Regions from separate parts of the Mus musculus genome. Here regions 2, 3 and 4 are each linked to region 1. Evidence: chromatin contacts called from public promoter capture Hi-C data. All regions are on one chromosome and are shown on one strand. Each heading gives the region's core, a stretch centred on a gene start, on an enhancer-like site or on the middle of the called end of the contact. The rest is flanking DNA. Distances are from core to core; before and after follow the strand shown. Region 1 holds the start of Emid1 (EMI domain containing 1). Region 2 holds the start of Ppia (peptidylprolyl isomerase A). Region 3 holds the start of Tmed4 (transmembrane p24 trafficking protein 4). Region 4 holds the start of Nudcd3 (NudC domain containing 3).

Region 1 (5,803 bases), core at 2,050-4,549:
CTGACCATTTCCCCCAGCCTGGAAGAGTCTACAAGGCACTGCCTTTATCTGAATAGCCTTTGAGGGCCGGATAGATGAGGCCTGAACACCTGGGGCTATGGGCATGGACCAGATCAGCCAGGGCTGAGTCCTGCCCTGTTGCTGAGGACAGGCATTTCGGGTATCCTGAGCTAGGCGGCTGTCTCATGGGACACAGTGGGGACGGGGGCAGTCCCGAGCTGAGGTCCAGATGGAGTTCCCAGGGGAAAGGGGGCCATGGCCCAGGTTTGTTTGGGACACAAGCATTTCCTGTTTGGACAAGGCTGGGTGGATGGCTGTTCCCCAGACCCTATGGCTAGCTCTAAGAGGTTCCTCTGTGTGTGTCTCCTGCTGTCCCTCAGTGTGTGGCTCTAGCTCCCTGCCTGTCTACATGTGCTCAGTCCTCTTCAGCCTCCAGATGGAAGCCCAAGTCTGTGCCAAGTTCCCTCACCCTAAAGAACCCCCCTGTGGGGCTTGGCCAGAGGAGCGTATAGTACTTGATTGGTAGCACAGGGCCTGCCCACCACACCCTGAGCCCTACACCTGGGAGCCAACTGCTGCCCCCCGGGTGGTAGAGCCTGGCCTGTGGTCAGCCTGGGGGAGCAGGGGGCAGAAGAAGCTGCTGTCAATGCTGGCAGCTATGGTCTGGTTTTGGCAGGCAAGATCAGGCTCCAGGAGGGAACCTTCAGTCACAGGGACAAGCCCTGAGACTCTCTCAAGCCAGTGACCACTGTCCCCCAGCTCAGTGGACACAGAAACCTCCAGTAAAACAAAAGCCCATCCCTGGTGCACATCCTGCCTTTCTGAACCTCTGGAGTGAGAGCTCACTGCTCAGCATCTGACCCCTAAGACCAGGGAAACGAAGGCTGTCTCACCTTCCCAGAAGAGGGGATGCGCCCTATCTCAGGTCACACGGCTCTCAGCAGGCACAGCAGCCTGGTTATGTTGTAAACCAATATTCCAGACTATGGGTCTCCAGCCACTTACTTCACTGTGGGAAAATGACAACAGCTTTTCCTGAGTCTTTCACAGGGCAAGGGGTCACCTAGAGCCGCAGGGAGTGTCTGTGCATTTGGGGATCTGGGTGTCCTAACGTACAGGAGTGTCTCAGTTGGATTGCTAACAGGTGTTGGGCCTTCCTCCTGGCTGATGGCATGCACTACAGCATGTTCTTGGCAGTGCCTCTGGGGTGGAGGGGTCTGATCTTGGCCACTTGACTGGGGCCTCAGACAAACCTGGATCCATCAGTAGGATGTGCATCTAGGGGCAGAATCAAGTTGTTAATCTGCCTGGGGCAAAAACAAGACAAAGTTTGGAGGTATAGGCAAGGTCATATAGGTTCAATTCCCAGTACTTTACAAAACAAGACACACACACACACCCCTGCAAGGCATAGCCAGGGAGTCAAGGGACTGACTGACTGATTTAGTGTCAAAAGACAGCACACACCAAGTGCCAATGATCTTAGTGAAGGGAGGCAGGCACCCCTAAGGGGGCCAAGTTAGGCCCGTGTCCATACCCTTGGAGGGACCTGGGAGATTTGGAGAGCCATAAGCATCTGGGACATTATAAGTCTGCCCAAAGACCTACGAGGACCAAACAAGAAACTGAGGCTCAGACCGGGGGAAGACTTGTGTAAGCCAGCGTGAGCAGAGCAGTTGAGAGACAGGGTTTGAACAGCACCTACTACCTGGCCTTTTGGAGACAGGGCTGGGCTCTCTCTTTCTCTGCAAAGGACTCTGGTTATGCCCTGGTCCTGACTCTACCCACAGGTCCAGGAGAAGCAAGCCCCAGGACTCAGACTGTCTTTGTTTCCACACAGAGATGGGCAAGCAACCACAGGAGCATGGCCCCTTGCACAGCTGAGCTGGGCAAAGATTCCCTGACCTAGGCTGCTCACTGCTGGGGCGTGCAGTAGACGTCTTCTGTGACCTCCCTTGGTGACGACTCTGCTCTTGTGTAGAGCTGGGCACAGTATCGAACCCAGCATGCAGGAGGCAGAGGCAGACAGACCTCTGTGAAATGAAAGCTAGCCATATTATATATGTGTGTGTGTGTGTGTGTGTGTGTGTGTGTGTGTGTGTGTGTATTTGTTCCAGACCAAGCCAGGACATATAGAGAGCTCATCTAAAAGAAAGAAAGAAAGAAAGAAAGAAAGAAAGAAAGAAAGAAAGAGAAAGAAAGAAAGAAAATCATACTTCATATACACACATATGTACATATATGTGTGTACATATATGTACATATATGTGTGTACATATATGTACATATATGTGTGTACATATATGTACATATATGTTCATATACACACATGTTCATATACACACACATGCACACGTGTACACAAACATGATATGCATGCATACAGGCATCTCACGTGTACACAGACATACATGCATACACATGCCCACCACACAAACACATACATTGTTCATTCAAATATGGCGTACATAAGCAAATACTGCCCATGCTCACAAACACATCGTGTACACACAGATTCAGCACATACATGTTTACAGCGCCGTGCATGCATACAACATTATCCATGCACACAAATAGTCTATCATGTCAGCACAGGCAAACTCCTCGCACCTGCTATGCCGCGTGGAATGTGCCTGAGTCCCACCCAGGCCCTCTGCTCTCAGCCAGTCCTTACCTTAGGGAATGGGAAATTGAGGCCTATGCCAAAATGCTGTCTACACTTGTGCTTAGACCCCAACACTGAGATGAGGGGATTGTGGGTCTGGGGTTACTCTGCCAGAGTGCTCTGGGCCTTAGTGTCTCCCTGTAAAACAGGTATAAGGGTCACTGCACTTAGGGGACGCGGGAGCACCTGAGCCTCGGGTTTCTCCTCCGTAACATGGGCGACCTAGCCAGCCCAACACGGAGTGATGAAAGCTTTAGTCAGGGCAGGATGTATGGGGTGAGATGCCTGGGACAATGGCACAGCTCGCGCAGGAAGCCTGTGTTAGGTCGATGGGAAGATCCTGTGTGTTTCGGGAACCCAGTTCCGCAAAGATGTCAAAGATGTGCGTCCAGAGGCGATCGCTCTGGAGTGGTGGGTTCAGGTCCTGGCAGCGTTGCGGGGACGAGGGGGCGGGTGCGGCCAGGGCCTCAGTTTCCCAGTCTGCGGCTCAGGTGGGCACCTGGAGGGCGTCCTGGCGGGGGCGCGGACGGCTTCCGGGTTGGCGGGGGGCGGGGGGCGAGGGGCGGGCGAAGCCGAGCGCCCCCGCCCTGCTCCGCCCGGAACCGGCTCTGCGCGCCCGCGGCTGCGGTGGGGACGACAGCATGGGCGGCCCGCGGGCCTGGACGCTGCTCTGCCTCGGGCTCCTGCTCCCGGGAGGCGGCGCCGCGTGGAGCGTCCCGGGCGCCCGGTTCTCGGGTCGCAGGTAAGTCTCCCCTAGCTCTGTGCAATCCCAGCACTGGGGTGAGGGAAGCAGACCCCAGCTCCGTGCAACCCCGAGACTGGGACAGGGACCCGACCCCAGCTCCGTACAATCCCGCGACTGGGGCAGAGACCCGATCGCAGCTCTGTGCAACTTCAGGGTCTGGGACAGAGACCCGACCCCAGCTCCATGCAACCCTAGGACTGGGACAGAGACCCGACCCCAGCTCCTTGCAATCCCGGGACATCGGAGGCAGTCCGAGACTGTTGCAGGGGCTCCATCGCTCATCTCTATACCATAAGCAGTGGGAGCAGGGGTTTGGCACGCTGTGCTCAGGATAGCCGGCTCACCTACTTCTGTGTGAAAGAACAGACGGCCTCCCCTACTGAGATCCCGGAGGCCCCAGAAGGTGGACCCATGGCAATGCAACAGAGCTTCCCAGGACTTCTGTGGGTCTCGCCCAAGCCCCCCTTCCCTTCATGTACATGTAAAATGCCAGGATCACCCCTTAGCCAGCCCTTCAGGAATCCCCTCTCTTTTCCCCTGCTACTGTCTTTTTCTTCTTTCTTTCTTTCTTTTTTTTTTTCTTTTTTCTTTTTTTATGTCCCAGCTATTTATTTCACTCGGAGGAAGGACTGGGGTGGAGACTGCACAGTGGGTCAGTGTCAGAGGCCCCCTGGGACCTGGCATTTGGTTGGACCTCCCAAAAGCCTATGACTCTCTGCCGGCCTTTGTGGAGTGTTTCCCAGGATCGGGTCCTGTGGGGCTTTTTCTAGACAGTGCCTTCAAGACTGGAGGATGTAGGGAAACTTGTCCCCACTCAATAGAGGGGCAAACTGAGACTAATGTGCTCGTGGTGGGTATTCATGGAAGAGCTGGGATTCAGCTCTCCCTTTCTGGACTCGATGGCAGAGTTTGAACCTGCCCTGGCCCCTGCTCTGCCTGTAGCCCCTGCCCCTGTCTCCAGGACAGACAATGTGGACTAACCAGGCCTCTTAGGCCTTTCAGCCCATTCAAAGGCCCGTGAGGGCCCCACCCCCCTGTGGCCTCACTTCTTTCTTTTTAGAAGTTTCCCTTTCTTGTGGTCAGAGGCCAGCAACCCCCCCTGGGAGCTAGCAAAAGCAGGTGACCGGGTAGAGCAGGCTCAGGGGTAGAAGTGGCTGAGGCAGCAGAGGTCAGGCAGTTAGCTGTCTGAGATGGGAACAGCCGAGTGGCAGATGTGGCAGATGCCACAGCACCCCTACAGTGTGCCAACCACAGCTGGTGTGGGCTGGCACTTTTCCTGCATCCATTGCTTCTAGAACCTTCCCAGCTGCTATCTAGGCTTGCTTCTCTCTGCTGTCTGTTTTATAGAGAAAGAAACAAAGTCTGAGAGTGGGGAATTATCTGTCCCACTTCATAGAGTAAGCCCCACATAAGAGGGGTGAGGATCTAGGGCTTCCTGGGGTCAGACTTGGGGTGATGGGTGAGACACTTCCCTCCAGCTGGCCCAAGGCCACCACTTCCGAGTTGTACTCCGTGTCCCCGGCTTCCTGTGTGGGGACTCTGCCTGTGGGCAGGTGTCTGGGTTTCACCCAGTCTGTCCCTCTGTATAGTCTTGTCACAAAGCTCTTGCAGCAGCCCCCTCATACCCATTTTACAGACACCGAGACTGATGGCCGTGAACCTCAGTTTCCCCTTTTGCTTATCCTGTGTCTGAAGGTTTGTTCTGAGAGCACAGGCCACGCACATTGGGGCCCCACTGGTTACCATCTTGAAGTAGGGTAGGGACCTAAAACCAGAGTTACCTGTGGACGTTAGCTGCCGGGACCTCCCCTCGTGGCCCTGTCTCAGTATCTTGGAGACAGTATGAGGATGTTGCGCCTTGTCAACCCTTCCTCCACTCCCAGCCAGGCGCCCCGGGCACCCCTTGGCAGCTGAGGGACTGAAGGCAGAAAAGAGGCTTTGTGCTGAGGAGGGGGAGGCCCGGGAAGGCATCCAAAGGGCCACCCCCAACCCCAGGAATGTGGTGAGACTGAGCCCCTACAACTAGGATGCCCAGGGGCTCTGCAGAGCCACCTTGGAACACTTGGCTGCTGCCAGTCCGCATCCCATAGTAGGATGACTTCCTGGCCCTGTGACATCCCTCCTCGCCTCAGCCCTACTTCTCTGACTGGTTCCAGCATTCACATATCCCAGTTCTACGCCCACATGGCTAACCCAGGTAGGTGCCTCCTCTCAGACCCTCAGTTTCCTGATATGTAAAGCTCACGGAACCTTGTGAAGATATGACTTTAGTGTCCTGGGCCCCAAGGGAAGACCCTGGCCCCCTCCAGCTGGGCTGTCGTCTGCCATAGCTGACTGTGGCACCCCAGGGCATGACGGATGGACAGTAGGGGAAGGCTTGCTGAGAGCACTGT
Region 2 (5,803 bases), core at 1,641-4,140, 1.3 Mb before region 1:
AAGAGGCAAGTGGATAAGGAGTTTAAGGCCAACCTGCATGACATAATACTGCAAAGAACAGAGCCTGTGCTGGGGACAGTCATCCGCCTCAGAAGAACTCACATGTATTGCTATGTACACACACAAGAAAAAACAGGCAACTGGAAAGAAATGGTGTAATACTAGCTCAAGTACAACTAAAACATGCTGGCTCAATAAAAGGAGCTAAAAAATAAAAAATTTCAGGGCTGGTGAGATGGCTCAGCGGTTAAGAGCGCTGACTGCTCTTCCAAAGGTCCTGAGTTCAAATCCCAGAAACCACATGGTAGCTCACAACCATCCGTAACAAAATCTGATGCTCTCTTCTGAAGAAAGCTACAGTGTACTTACATATAATCAATCAATCAATAAATATTTTAAAAATAAATAAATAAACAAACAAAAATTTCAATTTAATAAATACCTGGCACATGAATCCTGGAATAATTCTGTGAAAGGAGGAACCCTTATAGCCAAATCCTTTCTCTCCAGTGCTCAGAGCTCGAAAGTTTTCTGTTAAAAAAACAAAAAACATGTATACACATATACTTATTCTTTTTTATAGTTTTACCCACAAAACTTGTTAAAACTAGAAAATGAAACCAACCTGCTGTCTTTGGAACTTTGTCTGCAAACAGCTGTAACAAAGAAATGAACAGCTAGTTAATATATAGGTGAACAGTCTCATGCTTAATGTCTTTAGCTTTAGGGACTTGTGAGTCAAATTCATTCTCAGAACACCACTTTGGTAATAACGTTCAATTCCTAGTAAGAAATCACACCTATCAGCTTTAAGATTCTACAGGGTTGAGAACCAAAAAATATGAAGGAAATCTGGAACTAGTCATTACTTAAAATAGTGACAGACTCCTTAAGCATGACTCAAGAGCTTTTAATACATCACACCTACTTCTGAATAGACTTGAGGCTTCTCAAAAGCATACCATCACTCCTAACTTCATGTTGAAACCTAAAATCAAATTCTCAAAGCACTGTCACACAATGCATGATTAGGCAAATAAACTGTTAGTTTCTGGCAATGAAAATGCTACCACCTTCAACCTGTCAGCATAGCTTTAAGCATCAGGTGAGTGGCTCCTAACCTAATTGTAGAGGACTGTAGAGGATTCCAACACTTCAATATCTACATGCCCTTTCATAGCTAGTTGAAAACCACAACTCATCAGTTGCAGCATCTACACTTCTCTTGGAGGAATACATTTATGGTTTAAGTAGTTAAATATGTGACTCCTTTGGACTGTTTTTTTTTTCTCACAGCTTAACAGCTTTCCAAGTCCACATTTTTTTTCATCAAATTATGACTTCAAAGCCTTTCTTGGCAGCTCCACCTCTATTTTCACCTATGGGCTCATCTCATTCCCATTAAGCTCTGGTTAACCTGATACTATCCTACCCAGGCTAAGCTTAGGCCAAGTTTCCACAAGAGTCCTTGTCAATTATCAGCTCTTGACTAGATACATGCTGGGTGAGGGCTAATTAGAACCTAGTGCTCTTTTTATGTGCCTACCTACTATGTGTACCCAGCACTGTGGCAGGCGGGCAATCGGGAGATCTAGCTTTTGAGTTAAAAACTCACCAATGATAGCTTCTGGAGTTTAACAGTACAGACACTAAGTAACATATTCCACTATGGCCTAAGGGCTAGTACTGAGGCTAACAATAATATTTAATTTTGGGGTTTTTTGTTTTTTTCGAGACAGGGTTTCTCTGTATAGCCCTGGCTGTCCTGGAACTCACACTGTAGACCAGCGTGGCCTCGAACTCAGAAATCCGCCTGCCTCTGCCTCCCGGGTGCTGGGATTAAAGGCGTGCGCCACCACGCCCGGCTGAATATTTAATTTTGTAAAAGAAAAACGCCAATTGTTTAGGGTACTCTAATTACTAACTGATCTTTAAGCAGCCACTTAACCTCCAGAACTAATTAAGTAGGTAACTACTGGCAATCCACTTTGGTCAATGCAAACTGCAGCGTGGCCAGTCATAACATGCCTGTCTCACTGAGGGTAATAGGGAGGGGTTCAGAGCGCCTCCCCCGCTGCGCCATCACTGCGACAGGAGGCGGTCCTTGGGCACCAGCAAAAGCCAAGCCTTTCTCGTTTCCGCTCGGGGGTGGGGGACGCGGAGGGGTATTTTGAGCCTCCCTAACCAAATGTGGCTACTTCGGACCAAATGGCCAAAGGTTCAATTCACACTCAAGTCTGCTATAAAACGATTATTTTATATTCTTCGTAGGAACCACTAGGTTTAGGAAACCACTAGGTTTAACCGGGCTAACGAGCACGTCCGGGCTCTCCGAGCCTTCGCCCCTGAGACCTTAGGCAGGGTCCCTGCTCAGATCCGAGTAAAAGGCTGTGGGGCTCCGGAAAGCAGGCTGGGAAGAGGCCCGCGGGGCTGCAGCGCCGCAGCGGAGCAGGGCGGGGCCCAACGGCTGGGAGAAGGGAGAGGCGCGGAGCACGTGCGCCCGGCCTCGCGGGGCCCCACAGGACGCAGCCACGTGCGCCTGCGGGGAGGCCGGGACGGGCGGGGACGGCCCCCTCCCCCAACGGCCGCGCCCCGCCCGGCTTTGTCCGCAGCCCGCCCAGCCTCCCCGCGCCTCGCCAGCCTCCCAAAATGGCCCCTCGTCAGGAAATGGCGCCGCCACCCGCGCTCGCTCCACCGGAGGGTCGGGCCGCGCCCGAGAGAGCCTCCCCCTCCACAGCTCCCGGGACCCCACCCTGGAGCACCACTGCCCACCCGACCTCGAAGGAGACGCGGCCCAAGGGCTCGTCATCGGCCGTGATGTCGAAGAACACGGTGGGGTTGACCATGGCTGCAGCAAGCGGCGAAAAGCGACAGTGGCGTCTGCAAAGCGGCACGAGCCTCGCCGCGGCTTCCTTTATACCCGGTTCGGGCCCCGCCCACCACCGAGTCGCGCGCCCGGACCTGGATCAATCACAACTGCTTTCCAAACGGAGTGACGGCGCGACAGGCCTATGGGCGGGCGCGGGCGCGGGTGGGGCGGGGCGCGAGGCGCGCGTGCGCTGTAGCGCGCAGAGGCAGGTTCCCGCCCGCGGGCTCCTACTAGATGGTTGCGGCGCGGTCGGTGGGGGAAGAGTCCGAGGGCAGTTAGGGAGGGTGGCCACGCAATCTGGCTGTCCTTAGGAACGCGTCGGGGCCCCTGGTCTTCCCCAGTGGTACCGCGTATCTTCCCATTGCACAGAGCAAGTAACTGAGGCAAACATGGTCCTCAAGGTCGAGCGGCCCTTCAAGGTCGGGCGGGGTCCTGAGGCGCTGCCCTCTCTGCGGAAACTCGAACAGGCAGGCATCCCTGGGCCTAGATCCAGGACCCACACCGTCATTGTGCAATGGCAACCGCTTCCTGATAGGTCCCTGTGAGCGCCTCCGTTTTCTTAAACTCTGGGGAACGGGCACAAGCAGCCCCCTCATTTTAAAGATTATGAAATACTTTTTAAATGTCCTACTTTCCAAATATATCTTGTGTTTTCTCCAGGAGGAAGCTATTTAAACACGATCCTGGTCAGAGTCTACCTGTAATTTTTTTCTCCCCGACCCCCAATACCCCAAGGTCTTCTCATTTCCTCATGTGGCCTAAGGCGTGCTCTCAAAGGCTTCACACGCCTGTAAATCCCACCTCTAGGTAGATGGAGACAGGAGGATAGTGAGTTCCATACAGCCTGAGCTGTAAGTGTGAGGCCCTGCCTCATAAACAAAGCCTGAGTATGGGAAAGTCGGTGCTGTGGAAGACCCTTCACCATAGCGTCTGCTGGAGTTGGCTCCCGAGCTGTAAGGCCTTTAGACACAGAACCTCAGGAATGTGGGTCTGGCCATGCCTTATTTGGATGAATCAGACCAAAAGCACATTAGGTTGAACTACAAAGAGTTTTGATTTGCCAAACTGGAAAATTCTGTACCAGTGTGCTTTGTGCATATAGCATCATGTAAACCTGCTTTTCTCAAAACTGTTAAGTGCTTGCAGGACAAGCTCAAGGACCTACCTGCGTTTGGATCCCCAGCACCTATGTAAAAGCCAGGCCATTGGGAGGAGTCTGTAAGTCCAGGCCTGGAGGCAATGGAGACTGACTGGTTAGACAGTCTAGGCAAGACTGAGTCAGTATAGTGGATAAGGTAGAGACAGGGATGGGGAGAAGGCCCCATGGTTAAGAGCACTTGCCTTTATTTTTAACTAACTGATTGTTTTGGTTATAGTTTGCATTTTAGGAGTTCTTTGCATATTCTGGGTTTAATTTCTTACCTGACATATAATTTGCTGATATGTTCTGCTGTCCCTCCGTTGAGCCAGCAAGATGGCTTAGCAGGTAAAAGTGCTTGCAATACAGGGCCCAGGAACTGGGGAAAAGGCCAGATGAAGTGGCTCACATCTGTGATGCCAGCACTCTAAAGGTTGGGAATCAGAGGAGACCGACAGAAGTCACAAGAGAGACCTTGCCTCAAAGCAAGATGAATACCAGAGAGACCTCAGAGGGGACAAGATGACTCGAATACGGCCTCTGGCACTCACATGGTAGAAAGAGAGGACAGACTCCCACAAGTAGTCCTTTGACCTCCACATGCACACACGCACGCACACACACACACACACACACACACACTAAATGTTAAAAAAAAATCCAACTTGCAAAAAAGTCTTTAAGTTGTACATGTGCCCACACTCACACACATACACACAAGTAAATAAATGTAAATACATGGGGCTGGAGAGATGGCTCAGCAATTAAGAGCACTGACTGGCTCTTCCGAAGGTCCCGAGTTCAAATCCCGGCAACCACATGGTGGCTCACAACCGTCCATAATGAGATCTGATGCTCTCTTCTGGGGTGTCTGAAGACAGCTACAATGTACTTACATATAATAAATAAATAAATCCTTTTTTAATGTAAATACATAAGTAAATAAATGTGAACGCACACAAACGAATAAATCTGTGGACTAGGATTGCAGATATGAGCCAGCATACCCAGTTTATCCAATGCTAAGACTAGAACCCAGGACTCCAGGCAAGCTAGACAGTCTTCTGACTGAGCAACATCCCCAGGCCCCCAAACAAGGCACTAGTAGCAAGACCCTGGATCACAGGAGACACCACCAAAACAGGCTCCCAACAATTCAGAAGGAGTCTAATTTCTCCATGTCTTGAGCAATACTCATTGTCTCTTGAAAGCATATGGAAGTCGGAGTGTACAGCTCGGTTGTTCAGTACTTGCTTAGCCTGGAAAGGGAAGAACCTGAGCCACACCCAGCCGGGCACACCCGCCAGGCACACCCAGCCAGGCACACTCAGCCGGGCACACCCAGCCGGGCACACCCGCCAGGCACACCCAGCCAGGCACACCCAGCCGGGCACACCCAGCCGGGCACACCCGCCAGGCACACCCAGCCAGGCACACCCGCCAGGCACACCCGCCAGGCACACCCAGCCAGGCACACCCAGCCAGGCACACCCAGCCAGGCACACCCAGCCGGGCACACCCGCCAGGCACACCCAGCCAGGCAAACCCGCCAGGCACACCCAGCCGGGCACACCCGCCAGGCACACCCAGCCAGGCACACCCAGCCAGGCACACCCAGCCAGGCACACCCGCCAGGCACACCCAGCCGGGCACACCCGCCAGGCAGAGGAGTGAGTACTACTGGGAACTGGCACAGGCTCATGTAAGCCTCCGACAGGGGATTTGAGCCTTTCCCAAGAGCATAGGCACTAGGGCTTATGTGTTATGAGAGCAAGGGTACCTGGGAGAACTGCCCT
Region 3 (5,803 bases), core at 1,824-4,323, 1.1 Mb before region 1:
CACAGAACTCTGCCTGCTTCTGTCCACTAAGTACTAGAATCCATTGTATGTGACACCATAGCCAGCCTACGTGATTGCTTTTAACGTTGGCTACACTGTGTTTTACATAATGTAAAATGCTGTTCATTCCAGCAGATAAAGGCTGAGTTAGATACTTATATGTAAAAGTCAGAAGATTTGGGACTGGAGAGATGACTCAGCAGTTAAGAACACTGACCACTCTTCCGAAGGTCCTGAGTTCAAATCCCAGCAACCACATGGTGGCTCACAACCATCCATAATGAGATCTGATGCCCTCTTCTGGGGTGTCTGAAGACAGCTACAATGTACTTACATATAATAATAAATAAATAAATCTTTAAAAAATACAGTGTACTTACATATAATAAATAAATAAATAAATCTTTAAAAAAAGTCAGAGGGTTGAATTGACATAAGTCAATTCAAACCAGTAGGGTTTTTTGTTTTTTTTTTTGGTTTTTTTCGAGACAGGGTTTCTCTGTGTAGCCCTGGCTGTCCTGGAACTCACTTTGTAGACCAGGCTGGCCTTGAACTCAGAAATCTGCCTGCCTCTGCCTCCTGAGTGCTGAGATTAAAGGCGTGTGCCACCATGCCTGGTTAAACCAGTAGCTTTTTTGTTTTGTTTTTGTCTTTGAGACAGAGTCTCTATGTAAAACTGATATTGTGTAAACCTGTGTACTTTGGGCTGTAACTTGCCAGAGTCACTTCAGTTTATGTCTGTAAATGTTTGGCTCCTTCTTGAATGTAACTGCAGAACTATGATGATTCTGTACCTCACTGTGCACATAAACACTACCACCTGCTTTGTGCCACCGTGAAACATGGGCCAATAGACACTTATTCCTAAAGTACTATCTATAAACTTACTAAAGTCGATTGGGATCAGATGAATGTACTGGTACGTTAAAACAGTATCAGACACGGCCTTAGCGCCAACTTCCTTGAAACTTCTGGGTCATGAGAACAAAGTAGCAGAAGAAGCTAATGTGCAGGCTGAAGCGCGAGAGAAGAAAGATGAAGCAGAGGTCCAAGTGCAGCCATGAAGCCTGTAAGAGCAGATGCAAAGGATGCTGAAGGCCAGGACACTGCACACGTTGTTGGACTGTCGATAATAAATCTCAGTGGCCCTTGAAAGTCACCTCACCAAGATCACCTGGGAAACTGACTTCCTTTCTTACATCCCAAACAGTCCTGCTGGCCCTCTGCCCTGGACCTTTGGCATTCTGGACTAGTTCTATTCTCACGTGTGACCAAACAAACAGTATCAGAAACCAAGGCCTGAGAACTTACCAAATGTGTCACACTGAGCCAGGGTCCAACATCCTTACCTTAAGCCCACATAGAGGAGCACTCCTAGCCTGGCAGTGAGCAATCCCAGCACTTGGGAGGCAGAGGCAGGCAGATATCCATGAGTTTGAGGCCAGCCTGGTCTACAGAGCAAGCTCCAAGCTAGCCAGGGATACAGAGAAAAATCCCCACTCCCCCAAAACAAACAAAAAACAAAACAAAAAGAAAAAAGAAAAAGAAAAAAGGAGCAGTCCTCACACTGCCATGGCAACTGCCCTACTGACCTGCTTTCTTATTATGGGAGTGTGTTTCAGGGATTGGCAAGACAAGGCCCTCCTGAACATCCCCCAGCATTCAGCTCAGCTGGGTCTCTGCTGCTATTCATTTCCTTGGTTCATTTGGACCTAGTCCTGAACTTCGTATTCATGGTCCTGTGATCCTGCATTTCAGTTCTGCTTCTGCTTGGTTCAACTCTATGTCTCTCAGCTCTGAAATCTTCAACAACAGCTCTGTGATTAGTTCAGTTAATCTAACAGAACTACCACAGTGCCTATTGGCTCTATGCCTCTGCCTCCCATTAAGACCTCTTTGAACTCCTTGAACTATGTTGCATCCTTTTAAACCTTTTTGTAAGGCTTCTCTAACACACACACACACACACACACACACACACACACACACACACACACACAGTCCTAGCTTGCTTTCTGTTGCTCTGATAAACACCACGACCAAAAGCAGAATGGGAGGAAAGCGTTTATTGGTTTCTGGGTTACAATCCATACCGAAAGAAGCCAGGGCAGGAACCCGTGGCAGGAATGTGGAGGCAGAAACTGAAGCAGCAGCTATGGAGAAGTGCTGCCTACTGGCTTGCCTCTGGCTTGCCTCTGGCTTTCTCAGCTACTTTTACTATACGACCCAGGACCATCTGCCCAGGGATGCTACCACCCATAGTGGGTTAGGCCCTCTATCAACTAACAACCAAGAAAATGCCCCATAGACAAGCTCACAAGCTAGTCCAATGGAGGCCAGTCCTCAGTTGAGGTTCCCTCTTCCCTGTTGTGTCAAGTTGACAGTCAATGCTAGGTCATACACATAGACATAATCACTATATGATATATAATGTATGACTTGATAGTAATTAAAACTGGATAAAAGAACCTGTTTCAGTTGGCGGTAGCTCAGTTGGTAGAGTGCTTGGCCAGCTTGCAAGAAGCTCCATCCTCAGCACCCAGCAGCGTCAGGTGTGATAATACACTGCTCAGGAGGCTGTGTAAACTAAGCTATCTTTGAATTTATTGTGACTCAATAAGTCCTGCAGTTGTGAAATGACACAATGTGTTCTCTTCTGTAGGGTGCTCAAAAGAAAGGTTTATTTTACTTCAGGTGCTGGGGACCAGAAGAACTCACGCTGTTCAGGTTAACCATCTCAAGTCGCCTAGCACCCTTCCCCGAAAAGTACGCTTGCTTCTCCTTACACAGAGCACAGGCGCAGAGAGGTGCCTAACAAGGGCAATCAAGCCTAAAGACAAGGGACAGAAGCCCTGGGCAGCTTCATTGGGCCGGCCTTTTCTCTCTGTAAGGCTAGTTTACGCTAGGGGACGCTCGGGCGCAGAACAATGCAAGCTTGGGGTCGGGTGTACAGCGGACCGGGTTTCGAAAGGGAGCTGAGGGACTGCGACACTGCGCAGGCGCATGTTCCGTTTCCAAGCGGGTGCGCAAACGCTGAGCAGTGCGCAAGTGTGCGCATGTGCAAGGTTGAGGCGCAATGGCAGGTGTTGGGGTCGGACCGCTGCAGGGGATGGTGCGATTTGGGCTGCTGGTGCTTACTGTGTGTGCTGCGTGTGCCCGTGGGCTCTATTTCCACATCGGCGAGACTGAGAAGCGCTGCTTCATCGAGGAAATACCCGACGAGACCATGGTCATCGGTCAGGGGGCTGAGGGTGGAGAGGCCCTTTGTTTTCAGCTGGCCCTTGGAAGCACCCCTCCTTCCCTGTCAGCTCGACCCCATCCCGAGGGTGCCTTGAGGGCACCAGCTCCCCTGCACAGTGCCCTGGGGCCACCTCCTGGGGGCTAGGTTGTGACTGTGTGTCTACTCTGCAGGCAACTATCGAACTCAGATGTGGGACAAACAGAAAGAGGTGTTCCTGCCGTCGACCCCCGGCCTGGGCATGCATGTAGAGGTGAAGGACCCGGACGGCAAGGTAAACCCCCACCACCTCGCTAAAAAGGTTCTAGCTGGCGCCAGCTGTCCGTTAATGTCTTTATGGGATGGAAAATACCGCCGTGGTCCTGAGAAAGTCCCCAGGTACCAGGTCCCGCATTTTAAGAGATCGTTGTAAAATTGGGGCTTGATGCGTGTTTGCAGGTTGTACTGTCCCGGCAATACGGCTCCGAGGGCCGTTTCACGTTCACATCCCACACACCCGGTGACCATCAGATTTGTCTTCACTCCAACTCCACCAGAATGGCTCTCTTCGCTGGAGGCAAACTGGTAAGAGGCTCATCAGCCTTAGAGTTTCTCACTTGATACCAAGGTTGATTTCTTGCTGTCTTTTCTTTTTTCTTTTAACTTTGCCTTTCTGGGGGCAGCAAGTGGGTACAGTTAGAACTGGATGTCCTTCTTCCTCATTCAGCCAGAGACAAGAATCAGACTCCATAGCGGTAACAGACGGTGGGTGGCACCCCCGTCATTTCGTCCTGTTTCCTTGTAGCGTGTACACTTGGACATCCAGGTTGGAGAGCATGCCAACAACTACCCCGAGATCGCTGCTAAGGATAAGTTAACAGAGCTCCAGCTTCGAGCTCGCCAGTTGCTTGACCAGGTGGAACAGATCCAGAAGGAGCAGGATTATCAGAGGGTAAGGGACTTGAACTTGGAGGCTGTACTTGACCTTTAAACCCACTGTGCAACGTGGCTGCTGGGGACTTCTCTACTCGGGAATGTGGGAGTTACCAGTCAGTCTACATAGGTGAGGTTTGGGTTTGCTTTTCTTTCCTCGATTTCTGTATATGTCTACAGTGGCAGGGTTGGACGTTAGGCAAGCTCTCTACCATTGAGCCACACCTCCAGTCATGTGTGTGTGTCTGTATTATATATCCGTATATAAAATGTATTATATTTATTTTAATGACTATATTATATATAAATACATATATGTGTATATAAGTTCTAAAAGCTTACATCACTCACTATTTCTAGGTGGTCTTCCATCCAAGTATGAACCAGGCCTGGCTCTGCTTAGCTTCTGAGATCAGATCTCAGGTGTTCAGGATGGTGTGGCTGTAGACCATTTAATATTTTTTTCTGTTTGTTTGTTATGAAATACATATAAAACCTAACATTTTAACTATGTGTAAGCGTACAGAGCTGTGGCATTACGTAGATTCATGTCCCGTTGCCCCCATCCCTGCTGTCTATCTGCATCACTTTCACCTTCCCAGCAACCCTGACCACATTGAGCTCTCCTCTTCCCTAGCTGAGGTTTGGATGTTTCCTCTGTGATCCTGATTATCAGTAAACACCAGCTCCCCCTTTCCCATGTTCTGCTGCAGTTCTACTTTTTGCTTATGGTCTTGGTCTTTTTTTGTTTGTTTGTTTTGTTTTTTTCGAGACAGGGTTTCTCTGTATAGCCCTGGCTGTCCTGGAACTCACTCTGTAGACCAGGCTGGCCTCGAACTCAGAAATCCGCCTGCCTCTGCCTCCCGAGTGCTGGGATTAAAAGCGTGTGCCACCACACCCAGCTTGCCTATGGTCTTGATCACTAACTCAGCTGCGTGGAATCCTTTTGTGTCTATCTTAGTTCATTTAGCACAATGTGCCCAGGGTTTATCTGCCTTGTAGTTTGTCAGAACTCCTGTTTTTTATATTTATTTATTTTCGCAGTGCTAGAAATTGAACCTAGGTCATCACACGTGCTAGATAAGGGCTCTGAACCCCATCATGCCCTACCCTTTAAATATTTGTCTTCTTATCGAGGATGTGTATCTGTGTTTGGATTTGTGTGTGTGTGTGTGTGTGTGTGTGTGTTTGGATTTGTGTGTGTGTGTGTGTGTATCTGTGTTTGGATTTGTGTGTGTGTGTGTGTGTGTGTGTGTGTGTGCGCGCACGTGTCGGGTGAGTTCAGAAGAGGGCTTCAGATCCTTGGGAGCTAGAGTTACAGATGGTTTCCAGCTACCTGACATGGGTGCTGAGCAGTGACCTCAGCTCCTCTACAAGAGAAGTAGGAGCTCCTAAACACTGAGTTATCTTTCCATCCTGTAGAACTATCACTGTCCCTCCCAGTCCTTAAGACAGGGTTTCTTTGTGTACCCTTGACTGTCATGGAACTTGTTCTGTAGACCAGGCTGGCCTGGAATTCAGAGATTGGCCTTCCTCTGCCCCCTGAGTGCTGGAATTAGAGGTGTGCACCACTACCTCCAGCTTTAGAATTCTCCTCTTAAGATTGAATAATAGTCTGTTGTATGTATAGACCTCATCTTGTTTTGGATAGTT
Region 4 (5,803 bases), core at 2,050-4,549, 1.0 Mb before region 1:
GAGACCCTTCCTCAATGAATGGTAGAAGAGTGGGCAAAGGTGATTCCTGACGTTAGCAAGTGCTCTTCACCAGAAAGCCTTTTCTTTAGCATTCACATTATTTCTTTTTAAAAGTCTGTTGACAGCAAGCAGCACTGATTCAGTGAATTACATAAAAAAAGTAAATGAGGTCGAAGGGGCTCATGTTGGGGGTTTGGAATGTAGGAATTGTGGTTCATATGGTCAAGATACATCGTATATATGCATTAAATTGTGAAAAAATATTCATTTTATATTTTTGGTTGTGAGCCTAGCCTTTAATGGCTGAGCCATCTCTCCAGCCCAAAGATATTCTTTTTTTTTTTTGTTTTTTTTTGTTTTTTTGAGACAGAAGATATTCTTTTTTAAAATATGTTGCCTGTTGAGGCCTGCTCCTTTTAATATAGCAGTAGCCATTTTGTATTCTGTCTCCATTTTGCTCCTAAGGTGAAATGAAGTTCAGGTTCTCAGACTCTGCTTCCCAGAAGTGAGCATCCAGAGCTGACACTAAGTATGTTACTAATAAGCCAAAAAGTTACGGCCGAATCACTTGTCCCTGTTATCTCAATGTTCTGAAATTCCCTGCTCAGTACCTGTCCACCACCCTTCTTACCTCAGTCAGGACCACTCAGCTTACAGGTTGGCTAATAATACTTTATCTAGTTAGACAAAACTGCTGTACCACTTCACTGCTTGCCTTTGAACCTTTTTTTAAGATATATTTATTATTTATATGTAAGTACACTGTAGCTGTCTTCAGACGCACCAGAAAAGGGTGTCAAATCTTATTACGGATGGTTGTAAGCCACCATGTGGTTGCTGGGATTTGAACTCAGGACCTTCCGAAGAGCAGTCAGTGCTCTTAACCGCTGAGCCATCTCTCCAGCCCCATCTTTGAACTTTTGAACCTGGTTTTTCCTATAAAAAGCCTGCCCTGAGGACCGGCTGGTGCCACAGTTAGGTTTTTCCTTCTTGTGGACCTAGATGTCCAGTATTATGCTGTGTGTTCAATAAACTATTCCTGTTTAACTGAAATTGGTGTACGTATGGTTTGTGGCAAGTCTCAGACCCCGACACTGACATGTGATGTGTATGGTTATTTGCAAATTAATAAATTTAAGCATTAACTTTCAGTATAGTAAATAATGATGAATAAAACATAAAAACTGTTTGGATTGTCAACAAAATTTTCTCATCGTCTGTGTATGGGTGTTTTGCCTCTAGGCATGTATGTACTTCATATGTGCATGCAGTGTCCTCTAACGTCAGAAGAGGGTAGCAGATTCCCTGGGTTTATAGATGATTGTGAGCCACCATGTGGGTGCTGGGAATCAAATCTGGGTCCTCTGGAATATCAGCTAGTGTTCTTTGTTTTTGTTTTTCTGAGACAGGATTTCTCCATGTAGCCCTGGCTGTCCTGAACTCTCTTGGTAGACCAGGCTGGCCTTGAATTCATAGAGATCTGCCTACCTCACTGGCATTAAAGGTGTGTGCCACCACCAACTGTCTGAGCCATCGCGGTTGCTCCATGGGTTCTTGAAACAAAATTTAAGATCATAATTTTTTGTTTGGTTGGTTTTTTTTGACACAGGGTTTCTCTGTGTAGCTCTGGCCGTCCTGGAACTTACTCTGTAGATTAGGCTGGCCTCGAACTCAGAAATCCGCCTGCCTCTGCCTTCCAAGAGCACGATCATAAATTCTAAGTTGAAAAAATTTACATCAATTTATCTGTATGGCTTTACTTAAAATTTGCTAAGGCCCAACACTATTAAGTTATTTGTTAAGCCTGGAATGTCTCTTACTGGAAAAGCATTTTCCTAACATGTTCAAGACCCTGAGTTTGTCTCCTAGAACTACAAGAAAACAAAAGTAAAATCAGTATTTTGCTCTGTGTGGTGGCATATATCTTTACTTCTGCACTTGGCAGGCAGAAACAGGCATATTTCTGTGAATTTGAGGACAGTTTGGTCTATACAGCGAGTTCCAGGGCAGCCAAGGCTGCAGAGTAAGACAATGTCTTTTAAAAAAGTTAATTTGTAGATGTTAGTTAGTCTAGTAGAGATGAAATTCATTAAAATCTTTTTTGTTGTTGTTGTTGTTTTTTTTCCGGTCAGGATCTCCTTGCAGAGCCCAAGTTGGTCTTGAACTGGCTATGTGGATGAATAAACATTTCTGGTTCTGTCGCCACCTTCCCAGTGCTAGGTTTACAGGTATGGGTTACTACACAGTTTATACAACATTCAGGACACATTAGTCACACATGTGGGTTACTACACAGTTTATACAACACTCAGGACACATTAGTCACACACTTTACCAATTTAGCTACATTGAATGAAAAAAAAACAAAAAGGAGGACATGATGGCTTCTAGGTATGGTGGAGGAGGTTTATTGTAGACAGGAGGGAGCAGACAGCCAGAAGCAGAGGCATCTGGGAGAATTCAGGGTGGAAGTGGCTGTAGAATGAGCTGGGCCATGTGAGAAGGGTTAGGGGAGAGGGTAGAAGAGACCTGGAGTCAAGAGGCCAGGAGACCAAGAGGCCAAAGGGTAAAAAGGACCTCATAACCAAAATGGCTGGGTTACATAGGAATCAGAGAAGCTTGGGGAGGAAAAGGCCAGCTCAGACTCTGGACTGGAGAAGTTTAGGGTAGAGGTCAGGATTAGTATGCCAGCCAGAAGGATCCTGTACCAGAAGGTACTGAGGGAGACTGGTGGCCAGAGTCTGCTTTGATATTTTATTAGGCATCTCAGCCATTTGTCTTCGGTTTGTGACCTAGCATATGTTCCTAATCTGTCTGTCTTTCGTCTCCCCCCAACCCTCTTCTGAGACTGGGTTTGACTCTATAGCCCAGGTTGGCCATGATTTGGATGCGGGGATTACAGGTATAAACCACAGATTGATTGTGTGTCAACCTTACATAAACGTTTTCTTAAAATGTCTATATGCACGTATTAGTAACGGCACGTGTATACACACATGCTATACATACGGATGCACACACACATATTTACAGTATCATACTTCTTTTTTTCCTTCACTGAGCTTTTCACACTTTTCTTGTCCTTTCAAGTCACCTTGAAATCTGGTGCAACCTTCTGAGTTTCACTCATAGCTCTGTTAATAGGAATTCCATACAATTCTACAATATTCCTTTTCCGTTCCCTCCGCTAACAAACAAAATGTGGTATTATAAGAAGGCGCACCAGACACCTACGCAGGAATTCAATCCAGAAAGAAGAAAGGCTCCCAGACCACGTGACACCTCCAGGGACTACGTCAAGTGGCCGTCACCACAATGCTTCCGCCCTCTTCAAACATGGTTGGCAAGCGCTCTCCGCATCGTGACCATGGTTATTCTTGCATGTAGGAACCGTACTGAGCGCATACCAATCTCCTTTAGGCAAGTGTCGCGGCGGAGGAGATCCAGCAGAGCCGCAAGAACGACGATCGGTTACCGCCGGTAGTAACAAGCGCGGACCGGAAGTTCCGCGTCTTCGCTGTCCGGGGGGAGCCGTTAGGCGCGCACGCCGGAAGTGGCCAATCAGCCGGTGTGAGGCGGTGCCCACTGTGTTCGCGTCCCTCGGGCAGCAGAGCCATGGAGCCCGGGGCTGCTGAGCTTTATGACCAGGCCCTGTTGGGCATCCTGCAGCACGTGGGCAATGTCCAGGACTTTCTGCGCGTGCTCTTCGGCTTTCTCTACCGCAAGACCGACTTCTACCGCCTGCTGCGCCACCCTTCGGACCGCATGGGCTTCCCGCCCGGGGCCGCACAGGCCCTGGTGCTGCAGGTGAGGTGGAGAGAGGCGGCGGGCCGTTGGGGTCCAGCAGGTCCTTACCCCAGTTCCACCTCCCAGCGCCAGAGGTGCCCCGGCTCGCGTCCTACGTCTGGGAACTGCGCCACTCCGTAGCCCACCCTTCAGGGTTTGTGATTCTCTCTGGGGTGCCACCAGGTGATTTGAGTAAATGGCCAGGCGTTATCTGACCCACGGATCCGTTGGCAGGAATGCGCTTCTTTGGGTACAGGCTGGGTTTGTGCGGGAGATGCTTAGGTGTTGGACCTGTCAGCCTGGGTTTGAGGGCCTCCCAGCGCCCTGTGGGCATCCCCAGAACGGTGCAAGGGGCTTGTTAGGCAGGGTTCAAACCGTGCAGGCTGTAGGAGGAGGACTTTCACAGCGGGAGAAACTAGTAGATTTCAGAATTCCCGGGCTCGGAGGTGGCAGGAATGACTGGTATGTATTGATTGGTGGGTGTGGCCTCTTGCCAGTGACTTACTAAGTTGGTGGACAATTGTAATGTTTACGAAATTTACATTTGGATTAAAATTTATATGTCCTAGGTTATATTTATTGTTTTTGAAGCGTTACTAATGACTGACTCAAGTTGTTTGGACACCTTTTTAAAAACTGTTTTCTTTCGAGACAAGATCTTGCTGTGTAGCCCTGGTTGACTTGGAACTTGCCAGGTAGATCAGGATGGCTTCGAACTTATGGTCCTCCTTCCCGACGCTCCCGCGCTGGGATTGTTGACATTGTTGAGTTAGTAATAAGCAAACATTTAATGAATATATTTAACACTCTCAGCTGCGGTATAGACTCTGATGGTATGGATATTTAAATAATGGTCTGTCTACTTTTGACACTGTACAGAGAGTAAAGCACAGACACTAATAGAGAGCTCTGCTAGTTCTCTGTGTGGTAGAGCTCTTTGGAAGGAAGTGATAGAAGTGGTAGTTAGGAAATTGAGACAGTTTTGTAGGAGACGTTGAAGTAGGTTTTGAGGGGCGTGTAGAGTCTGATTCACAAACCTATAAAGTGCTTCATGTCACCTTTGCTGTTTGTTGACCCCTGCATCAGCCCCAGACAGGGCTTTCCTGTGTAGCTCTGAAGTCCTGGAACTCACTCTGGCATCAACCTCAGATATCTGCCTAGGATTAAAGACTCGAATTGCCACCACCTGGCTTACCTTCCATCTTAATCTGTTCTGTGGGCTTGTCAGGGGTTACTTTCTTCAGTTCCTCTCAGTGGAAGAAGCCAAAGCTTAGAATGTTCTAGTAACTCTTAACATAATGACCATGAGGTGATCAGTGGGAAGGTTTGCTACTGAGTTTCAGTTTCAGAATGGAAACCGATGAGTCCCTGGGGTAGCTCATCCTTATCAGTGGCCCAAGTGCTGCTGGTTGAGTAATTGGAGAGGGTGAGAGGTGGCACCTTGTGTTTCTTTATAATGAAGTCTTGCCACCTGATCGCCATGCTCTCTGAATCTGACGTAGTAGTTCAACAAGGTTAGATGACAACAAGAACTTCACTCTGTTTCCTGCAACTCAGGACTTCAGTTTTCTAATTCCAAATCTTTTTGCCCTTTTTGTCATTTAGCCACTCCATAGTATGGTGAGAACTTTTGTTTTGGTTATGAAAGGAGGAAAGAGTATCCCAGTGGCTGGCTGGCATTTGAATTTCTTCTGTATAACATCTTATTTTAGCTTTAACACAATTTGAGAGGTTGGTTCTTGTTTGTCTGATGAACTGATAAAGGCAAGATAGATGCACTTATCGTACAACTTTATAAAACAGCTACCTCTGAAAGGTTAAGATAGCTCTATAGGTTACAGTGTGGTGCCCATGCTATGGGAGGTAGGGAGCCGAGGAAGGGACAGGGTCAACCAAATATTTCAAGGTTCCAAATCTGGGTAACTGGAAGAGTGAGGTCATTAACTGTATTGTCACTTGGATTTGGGGGGTGGGAAAGTTTTAGATAAGTTGAATTTGAGATCGCAGACAGGTTCTG

Evidence for each region. Promoter capture Hi-C pulls out the DNA fragments that hold promoters and counts their contacts.
Region 2: a contact with region 1 is called in a promoter capture Hi-C map of pre-B cells, with 3 times the contacts expected there. The contact joins the promoter of Ppia here to the promoter of Emid1 in region 1. A contact is called at or near these places in 2 of 39 promoter capture datasets (cranial neural crest and pre-B cells).
Region 3: a promoter capture Hi-C map of pre-B cells shows a contact between it and region 1. The contact joins the promoter of Tmed4 here to the promoter of Emid1 in region 1. A contact is called at or near these places in 2 of 39 promoter capture datasets (cranial neural crest and pre-B cells), 3 of 115 datasets of contacts at active chromatin or transcription factors (astrocytes, embryonic forebrain and embryonic hindbrain) and 2 of 9 other capture datasets (adipose tissue and liver).
Region 4: a contact with region 1 is called in a promoter capture Hi-C map of embryonic stem cells, with 4 times the contacts expected there. The contact joins the promoter of Nudcd3 here to the promoter of Emid1 in region 1. A contact is called at or near these places in 2 of 39 promoter capture datasets (embryonic stem cells and pre-B cells), 1 of 115 datasets of contacts at active chromatin or transcription factors (embryonic forebrain) and 2 of 9 other capture datasets (adipose tissue and liver).

The regions. Positions count from the first base shown.
Region 1 is chr11:5,149,726-5,155,528 of GRCm38.p6, reverse strand. It overlaps Emid1 (EMI domain containing 1), which reads left to right and starts at 3,299. Exons shown (of 15, transcript NM_080595.3): 1 at 3,299-3,407. The coding sequence starts at 3,307.
Region 2 is chr11:6,412,954-6,418,756 of GRCm38.p6, reverse strand. It overlaps Ppia (peptidylprolyl isomerase A), which reads right to left and starts at 2,890. Exons shown (of 5, transcript NM_008907.2): 1 at 2,778-2,890; 2 at 626-656; 3 at 443-531. The coding sequence starts at 2,846.
Region 3 is chr11:6,272,107-6,277,909 of GRCm38.p6, reverse strand. Tmed4 (transmembrane p24 trafficking protein 4) reads left to right here and starts at 3,073. Exons shown (of 5, transcript NM_134020.1): 1 at 3,073-3,236; 2 at 3,412-3,512; 3 at 3,677-3,802; 4 at 4,023-4,169. The coding sequence starts at 3,077.
Region 4 is chr11:6,197,947-6,203,749 of GRCm38.p6, reverse strand. Nudcd3 (NudC domain containing 3) reads left to right here and starts at 3,299. Exons shown (of 6, transcript NM_173748.5): 1 at 3,299-3,807. The coding sequence starts at 3,616.